Linked DNA regions of Manis pentadactyla: region 2 is linked to region 1. A link is a contact called in public Hi-C data. All regions are on one chromosome and are shown on one strand. The core of a region is the stretch at or near the end of the contact, and the rest is flanking DNA. Distances in the headings are between cores, read along the strand shown.

The links. Hi-C and Micro-C count contacts between places; a contact is called where the count stands out from the background.
Region 2: a contact with region 1 is called in a Hi-C map of fibroblasts, with 3 times the contacts expected there. The contact joins the promoter of DTX4 here to the promoter of LOC118909719 in region 1. A contact is called at or near these places in 2 of 3 Hi-C or Micro-C datasets (fibroblasts and skin fibroblasts).

The regions. Positions count from the first base shown.
Region 1 is chr9:17,220,199-17,225,228 of mManPen7.hap1, forward strand. LOC118909719 (olfactory receptor 5A2) reads left to right here and starts at 2,288. Exons shown (of 1, transcript XM_036880464.2): 1 at 2,288-3,238. The coding sequence starts at 2,288. The coding sequence ends at 3,238.
Region 2 is chr9:17,923,527-17,928,263 of mManPen7.hap1, forward strand. It overlaps DTX4 (deltex E3 ubiquitin ligase 4), which reads right to left and starts at 3,213. Exons shown (of 9, transcript XM_057507050.1): 1 at 3,154-3,213.

The DNA of each region.
Region 1 (5,030 bases), core at 1,038-3,537:
CATCTTATTTCTTCTGTGGCAGGATTAGTTGATTCATGTCATAGTGAAGAGTAGTCTTGGCTCTTAGTTCTGGCTGCTCAATTAGTGACTGATTGTGGGGAGATTTAAAATTCTCAGAAAACACAAAGCTAGGAGCAGTATTTAAAAAATTTACTTAGGCAACTTTATTGAGGCACTGTTAACATACAGAAATCACATATATTTAAGGTGTAAGACTTGATATTTTTATATATATGCATACACTGTGAAAATATTACCAGAATCTAGCTAAATAACTTTGTCACCTCTACATAGTTACCGTGTGTGTGTGTTTGTGGTGAGAAGGTAATTTAAGAGCTATTCTCTTAGAAAACCTCAAATATGCAGTACAGTAATGTTAATGCTTGTCACCACGTGTTCATTAGATACCCAGAACTTACTTATCCTGAATAACTGAAACTTCATCCCCTTTGACCAACACCTTCCCATTCCTCCCCACAGCTGCTCCCACCCCAGCCCCTGGTAAACACCATTCTACTCTATTTTTATGAGTGACTTTTTCAGATTCCACATATAAGTGAGATCACGCTGAATTTGCCTTTCTGTGTCTGGCATGTTTCGCTTAGCATAATGTCCTTCAAGTTCATCCATATTGTTGCAAATGACAGATACCCTCCTTTTTAATTGCTGAATAATATACCATTATCTATCTTCCCACATTTTCTTTTTCCATTCATCCATGGATGGATATTTAGGTTGTTTCTATACCTTGGCTATTGTGAATAATGCTGTGATGAACATGGGGGTGTAGATATCTCTGCAAGACAGTGATTTCATTTCCTCTGGATACATACCCAGAAGTGGGATTGCTGTATCACATTGGTAGATCTATTTTTAAGTTTTTTGAGAAACCTCCATATAATTTTCCACAGTGGCTGCACCAATTTACATACCAACCAACAGTGTATGAGGTCCCCCTTTTCTCTACACTTGTTATCCGTGTCTTTTTAGTGACAACCATCCTAACAGGTATGAAGTGATAACTCATTGTGGTTTTGATTTACATTTTCTTGTTCATGTAGAACAGTTATTAATATGATGAATGATAAACACAATCAGATAGTCACAGTTGATTGCAAACATGCATGGGGAATCAAATTCCATAAAATGATAAAATACCAGCAACTTCAATTTTACTACTGAGTCTTCCCTAGGGCACTTTCTGCCTTTTTACACCCTTCTGTATCTCCTCATTTTGATCTTATGTCAGTGCCAGCCTGCCTTTCTTAATGTAAAATATGCATGGGCTTACTTCATGTCTTAGAAATGATAATCTAGTCTGGCCTGATGACATTAAAGTTGTCCCTTGCCTATCCTTAAATGTTATACTTAAATATCTAACTGTCTGCAGCTTTCCTTGCTTAGGAAATACTGGTTTCTACTTGTTTTGACCACCATGGCTCACCCAATTTCAGTCATTGCTGACATTGCTCCCCTTCCCCCCATGGAGGTATGTTCATATCCCAAATGGTGCTCATTGGGTTAGTTCACATTTTGATCTTTTGATGCATTTTATGAGGTGATTTATATAAAACCTTATTTTATAATGAGAAAAAAATTTCTAGTTTAAGCAAGCATGTAGGTATGTATAACATATGTATTACATATAAAAATTATAAGTACATACATTTCTATGTTATGTGCTATATATATATTTTTTAGTTTTACTACTTAAAAGAATGGATCATTTTTATTTTGGGTTGGACTTCCTCCCTCACAATGGAATATGTCAAATATTATAGCCTGCTGTATTTGGCTCCTTTTGTGGAATCTCATATTAATTATAAATGTATGAAATATAAAGAATTCCTAACTTTATTGTTAACCTGAGTTTATATTTTCATCAAAAAGTCTAAAAATCTGTAAGAAACCCAAGTCCAAAGCAACCTTGAGACTCATCTGATTCAACCCTCCCATTTCTCAGTTGAGAAAATGAAGATCTAAAGAGGCGAAGTGACTTCTACACAGGCCCCAGGGAGTTAGGGATGGTGCAGCGGACAAAATTTAGATTACTGACTCCTAGTGACTCTCTACTTTATTAGACTGATTCTCTTCCCGTCAACAAGATACATGGCATACAGATTTCAAATAGTACCAAGAGATTAATCATAGGCTGACTTCCTCCAAGAAGGCTTTGCCTAATGGTGGCTGGATCTAGAACGTTAGCTTCGTATCAGCTGTTTGTAAAAGAACAACCAAAATCTAACTATCACAAGATTGCCTCCTTCCTGTATGCAGGAAGTGGTCTATGGCTATAGGAAGGAACAACACAATTGTGACAAAATTCATCCTCCTGGGATTTTCAGATCATCCACAAATGAAGATTTTCCTTTTTGTGTCATTTCTGGGGATTTACCTCCTGACCCTAGCCTGGAACCTGAGCCTCATCACCCTCATCAGGATGGACTCCCACCTCCACACACCCATGTACTTCTTCCTCAGTAACCTGTCCTTCCTAGACATCTGCTATGTGACCTCCACAGCCCCCAAAATGCTCTCGGACATCCTCACAGAGCAGAGAACCATCTCCTTTGTTGGCTGTGCCACGCAGTACTTTGTGTTCTGTGGAATGGGGCTGACTGAATGCTTTCTTTTGGCAGCCATGGCGTATGACCGGTACATAGCCATCTGCAACCCCTTGCTCTACACAGCCCTCATATCCCATGCGCTTTGTGTGAAGATGGTGGCTGGGGCCTATGTGGGGGGATTCCTCAGTTCTTTGATTGAAACATACTCTGTCTATCAGCATGACTTCTGTGGGCCCAACACCATCAACCACTTCTTCTGTGACCTTCCTCCGGTTCTGGTTCTGTCGTGCTCTGATACCTTCACCAGCCAGGTGGTGAACTTCACGGTGGGCGTTGCTGTTGGGGTGGTCTCTGTTTTTGTGATCCTCATGTCTTACGGTTACATTGTGGCTGCTGTCCTGAAGGGCTCAGCTAAAAGCAGGACCAAGGCCTTCAGCACCTGTACCTCTCACCTGACTGCTGTGACCCTCTTCTACGGTTCCGGTTTCTTCATGTACATGCGACCGAGTTCCATCTACTCCCTAAACCAGGACAAGGTGGTGTCCATATTCTATGCTTTTGTGATCCCTATGGTAAATCCCATCATCTATAGTTTTAGGAATAAGGAGATTAAAAATGCCCTGAGAAAAGTTGTGGAAAGGGATCATGCGCTTTTCTCACAGGCATTCTGATTTTCTGACCCTGAGCTAATTGTTTACAAGCTAGGTTTTCACCGTGAAGCTGTGAGCTGGGCCAATTGTGCGGACTTTTATGTAGTTTTGGACTCGGTGATCTACATAATGATTTCTGTTGGCCAGGATGTTTTTTTCCCCTTTTCCAATATTCCCCTAAAGGGTTTACCTTTTGTTATTGGAAAACAGTTGGGCCATTACTGGTTGCTAGAATGAATAGCAGTGTGTAGATTGAGATGATAAATGCTCAGTTTAGCAGAAAACTTCACCATGGCGAAGACTGAACAACCTGGAATATCAAAATAGTTTGTGGCTGTAGGAGGAAAACAGTGAAGAAATGGTAGTCCAGCATTCCAGGGGTGGTGATCCTTAAGGTAGGATAGGAATATATAGCATAATAGCCTGAGGAGGAGGACACTCTTTCTAAAAGCACTTGTCTTCTCCTCTTGTGAGGTTCTAACAAGCTTCCTTTAGGGCGTGTCAGCACCACAAGGCAGACACCCTCTGCTGTTGGGAAACTATGACTGTGGCGAGTCACCGTGACTAACAGGGGCATGGAGCTGACTCTTTAGATGCGTTTGGTAGGAAAGAGACTGAAAACTGATTAGGGAACAAATGGGACAACCTCATGCCTGAATCAGTCAGTTCCATGAAAAGTGGTCACTAAAATGATTAAAACAAACTCCAGGAATTGTCATTTATGTCCAAAGTAACAACTTTCTAAGCAATAATCAAAGTTTCTTACAAATCTATAGAAGAGGAGCACACCTCCATTTGGGGTGAAAGCTTCTGGGGTGAAAACCAAATTTGTGATACATTCTAGAGGAGAATTTAGCCCAGGAATTGAAGAGAGTGATTTTCCACATTTTCTCAGAAACTATGTGTCCTAGAACTTGCAGTGAAGGACTGGAATAAAGTTAGTCAGCTGTGGTCCTTCTCGGATAGGTGGTAAATGAGTAAATAATTATTTGCCTGTGTGTCCAAGCAAGTTACTTGGGGGTCTATGTGCCTTAGTTCCTCATCTGTAAAATAGGGGCAATAATAGTAATGACGCGTAAGCTTATTATAAAGAATTAAGTGAGTTAATATATGTAAACACTTAGAATAGTGCATCATGTCATAATAGCAAATGTTCAAGAGGTGGTGGTATTATTATTATATTTTAATATGTTATTTTTATTTGTATATATTTATATAAATTATATATTATAATGTAGGATATATGTTACTAAATATAATACACATTTTATATTTTAGTGTTTTATTACTGTTATTATTAATTATTATTATATTCATATTATTATTCTATAATGATTTATCACCATCTGAGCCAAAGGAATAGAAGACATTTTCTTATTTTGGCAGAAAATGTGATCTTTGTAATGGTTCTGATGCTCTGGAAAGTGGGTCTGTAGAGACTATAGCCAAGACTGGTTAAGAGTGTTTGTTCAGTATTCTTAAGTCACCAGACCTGTGATTATTGATTAATCTCGTCTGCCATTTTGTGCATATGTGACCGTGTACAAGTTGCTTATAAGTCTGTTCTTCTCATCTGTAGAAGGAGGATAGTAACTGCATCTACCTCATAGAATTGATACAACAATTAAGTGAGACTACGCATGAAAAGGACCTACCCCAGTGCCTGGTATATGGTAATATCAGTAAATGTCAGCCTATATTATTATCCAGTTAGGCATTATTATTAGTCAGTTTTGTATAAATCAAGAGAAATCCAGGTTGCTGTGCTAAAAAGATACGAATTAAATAGCTTTGGGATGTTGACTCAAATTGG
Region 2 (4,737 bases), core at 1,963-4,462, 700 kb after region 1:
GGCACCAAGAAGGGAGGCACTCGGTACACACTGACCAACTGACCATTAAAATGGGTGGATGAAAGCAAAGCATGTATCTCACGCCTCAAAGACAGACAAACATGTAAAACACACTCTGAAGCCATATTTTTAAAACTCCAGGGCCAATTCTCTGTCTCCAGTCTAAAATCTGAGAAGCCCGGGCCTCAGACTAAATTGCTAACCAAAGGTAGTGGTCAACCTGTCTTCAGGGCAGAGCGGTCAGACCTAAGAGAGGTAGCTTCTGCCCTTCAACCTCTTTTCCCCAGTTTTCCCCAGAAGTTCACCTCTGTAGACAGGGTGCTTCAAGACATGACTCGTCATGCCTGTCTTAAATACCACTGAACACTGACTAAGCTGCCCCCTGCCCACTTGTGGGGCTCGGATCTTTACGTCACCAACGTGTTTCTCCAGATTTGCAGAGATTTAGTCTGAAGTAGAAACACTAATACCTGCCGGTTTATTCTTAGCAAGACAGGAATTCCCAGTGTTTGCACTGCTTGTCTCTCAGGTCCCACCTCCAGGGCTCAGCTCCCTTACCTTCCTGCACACCACCCCCTACTGCTGATGCCTCCGCCTCTGCAACCTCTGTCCAACTTGCACAATGACATTCTGTCCCTCCCCCTCAGCCACATTTAATCCTCCTCAATATCCCCACATTCTCCCTCTGGCCTCTCCTAGCCCCCTTCCCACCAAGGTTTAAGCCCCTCCAGATGCCAAAACTTTGGAAATCCTTTCCTCCGAAAGCTTTACTCAGTCAGCCAGTGTCTGCAGAGTCCTTGGCAAAGAGGTTGTTGGGAGTTATGACTAAAGATGAGGACACAGGGTGGAAAGATCTTTCCCATAACAATCCTAATTAGCGCACAGGATGTGGGGGCTTTCCAGGGAGGCTGAGATGCCCTGCTCCAACAGCTGTTCTCTGGCCCTCTGGGATTCCCCCAGCCATCCTCTCGAGTCCCTCCCCACAACACCTGCCTCTCCAGGCTTTTGGTCACACTCTTGGCAAAGCCCAGCCTGAATTCCAGAAATAAGCTCCCATGCCCGTGGACACTGCTGCAGAGTCAGATGTGTCCTAGGTCTTCAATCACGCCTGAACACCCCAGGCCAAGGAAAGAGACGCACCTCTGCTCTACCCCTCCCACCAACCACGGGCCACCCAGACCTCCCTGCAGGCTCTCCTCCTTACTGGGACCTGGAAAGACTGGCCAGCTGGGAAGTGGGATTGGGGTGGCCACAGGGGCAGCTTGGTTCTCACAAAAAGATAGGGGTTTAGTGCTCTGGGAGGGCACAGTGCCCCTCACGGGGGACAGTTTTGGGAGGAAGCGTGGCGACAGTATCTCCTTCGGAATCTTCCTCCTCCGCGGACAAGGGGCGCGGCGCCCCTGCCGGCATCCCGAGCCTGGCCCTCCCCGCCGCTCTCCATCTGCTCTGGCCTGTTGCTTCGGCGCTTGGAGCGCCCCAGCCGCGGCACGGCCAGTGCCACAGCTTCCAGGGTGCTTCGGGCCCTGGAATCCCGCAACTCCAGTCTCTCCTCGCGGGCGGGCCCGGCCCTTCCCACACCAGACTACAGACAGAGCCTCCAGGGAATCCCTTCTTCCTCCCGCCAGTCCCCACCCCCGGGGCCCAGCGGTGGGAAGGCATCCCCCACAGGGCGCCGAGGCAGCGGTGGGTGATGAGGGGGACCTGTGGCAGGCCCAGGGGTGCCTGAAGCAGAGCAGGGTCGGCCAATGTATGAGGGATGAGCCTAGGAGTATGCACTGTCTGTGGACTGGGGAGGCCCCCGAATTCCACATGGTAGGACTTGGGGCCACCACGAGCTTAAAAGGGGCCCAAGGTGGGAGGGTTCCCTAGGGCTGGGCTGAAGCTCGGTGAGCATAATCAGAACACTGACACCACTTGCACGCACGTTCACTGCAGGATCGTGGGGTGTAAAGCGCCCCTTCCACGACCACCTCTTGGTGACACCGCTGCGCGGAGGCGCCGACTGGGTGGCCCTGGGCTCTCGAAGTGGGAGATCTCGGGCAGGGAGGGGAGGTGGGCGCGGGCGGGTCAGGGGCGGCCGGCTCACCCGTGTCCTGGCGGAACTGGTTCATGGACTGCAGGTCGATGATGTAGGGCGCGAGCCGGCTGTCCACCTGGCCCAGCACCACGCTGCCCCCGGCGCGCGGGCCGGCGCGGACCACCGCCTCGATGTGGTGGCTCACGGCCGGGCTGTAGGGACGCCAGCGGCCGTGCTCGTTCAGCCATTCCCAGACCACCACGGCCGAGGCCAGGAGCATGATGAGCCCGGGGCTGCGGCGGCGCTGCGCTGCCTGCCTCCCGGGCCCGGCGCGCCCGTCCTCCTCCGCTTCCTCCTGCGCCGCCGCCTCCGGGCCTCGACCGCGCTCCCCGCCCCGCGCCCTGCCGCCCCGGGCAGCCTCAGCTCGGGCCCATGGGCCGCTCCCCAGCCGCGCATCCACCGGGGCCCGGAGACCGGGGCCGCCTGGCTCCGACCGCGCGCCGCCTCCGGGCTCAGCCGCTGCTGCCGCTGCGCCGGGGGGTCGAGCCGCTTCATGCAAATGCCCGGCTCTCTGCAAACAGGCCCCCGCCTTGCAAAGCCACCCGGCGGGGAGGGGAGCCCCGGCGGCCGCGAGCTGGGGCTGACGGCGAGGCGAGGACCAGACCCGCACACCAGTTGCGCCTCGGGCTCTGCAGACGCCGGGGTGGGATCTGGCCGCGCGCTCGCGCCCGGAATGGCACGCCAGGCTCTCCTCCCCTCTCCCCTCCCGCCCCACCTCCGCCGCCCGGGCGAGAGCTCGCCCTCCCTGTGTCTCTGCTCAGTCGCCTCCAGAAGGAAGCGGCCCTCCCGAGCGGGGCGCCGAAACAAACCCGCGTCTGCCGGGGTTCCCCCAGTCCTTAGACGCCGAAAAGCGACCCGCCATCACACGGCCCTGGGACCGCAGCTGTTACCGGCCGCAACTCTGCAGCCTCCCTCCCAGGAATGGTATTTTCTTATTTGTTTTAAGGCAGCGTGGTCAATGTCCGCAGTGCCAGCTCCGAGACCTGCAGCGTCTCCGGCTTGTGCACGCACCCCCACACTCACATTCGCACACACTAGTCCGCACCCCGACTCCCCCCTCGCTCCGGCTCTATTACCTCATCGTCGCCCGCATCCTTAGCTGTCCATCAAGGATGCAGAGCCACGCCCCCTGGCTGCTCGGGCCGGTGCTCTTGGAGCCCACACGCCCCCTGCTGGCCCAAGGGGACGCGTGCCGCCAGAGGCCGCGTTCCGGTTATTGCTCAACTCCAGCCTCTGCTATGGAGAGCCAGCCAGTCCAAAGGGATGCAACAATCTGGTGAATGAGGGATTTATATCGTCTATGGAGAGAGCAAATGCGTTTCTTCTGGCCTGCTTCAACGTTACTGTAGTCCAGAAAACACATGCTAACTTGATTTATTCTGCAGGGTTTCCACAACCAAAATAATGAGACTCAAGACAGACACAAGCTAGACTTAGTCATTTTCGTCATCAATAGTTAATGTGGAAAACAATCTAAAAGGGCAGATTGACGTCGGGATTATAAGTTAGTCTTGCCAGAGAACACAAACTTTATTTTGCTGAGGTTGCAACCACAAAAGACAATTCATGTGATGAAGATCCAGGAAAAATAAAAATAGATGATGATTTAGGGACAGGGATTGTGAATCTTTCTGAAATAATCATTTTCTTTCATAATATCGTATGATCCTTCTTGTCTTGGAAGATTTGCTTTCCCTCTCTCACTCTTCCTTGAATTACAACTTTCTTTCCTCCTCTCGTTATTTTTTCTAGATCTTTTTCATCCCTCCTCCTGGAGTTCTAAACAGAAAGCAAAAGAAAAAAAGTCATACATGCTCTTCTTTGGGCCTCTAAAAGCACCAGGATAGAGGCTACTTCTGAGCTCCATTCTTGCTCACACACTGGCCCAGAAATCTTTGCAGCATGAACTCCAGAAGGTCCAGTCAGCCTCTTCCTTAAGGCCAGTCTCCCAATCCAACTCATTCAAACCATTCATTAGAACATTAGATTTCAGGGATTGGTAGACAAAAGGGAAAGAATACCTCAATTAATCCTACCAAGAGTCATTATTAATTAACTTACTATAATTATGAATTTTATAATTTTATTCTAATAATTATGAATTAATTAATCCTTTCAAGAGCCATTATTATTCCCCTTTTCCAAATGACAAAATTTAGGGAATTTAAGCAATTTTCCCCAGGGTAGAAATTTAGCCAGAAGGGAAATTGGTAGTCAAAATTTAGTTAGGCTCGAAAAAATAAAATGCCTGTTTCATAACATATGTTATATGACAAGGAGGTGATGCAATATGAGGAAAAGTATGTGGAAATGTAAAATTGTCTCCTTGGGAAGGGAGGGAAGGGAGAAAATGCAAAACAGAGTGTTTAGAAGAACAAAACTAGAATTGAAAAAATAAATTGAAAGTTTTACTGAGTTATTTTCATTTTTATTTCCAATCATGAGACCAAGGGTATGAAGATTCTGGAAACTTCCTTATGATCTAAGTAAGGACAGATCCAGATGCTATTAGTGATGCTATAAGGGTATACTGGAAGTACCAGGCAGAAAACAACACCTGACCAGCCAAACCAGAAATTCCCAGGTGAAAAAGCCTAAAACAGATAAGAGGGCTATTAACACATTAGACAGGCTGTTTGAAAGATAAATGGGAAGCAGGA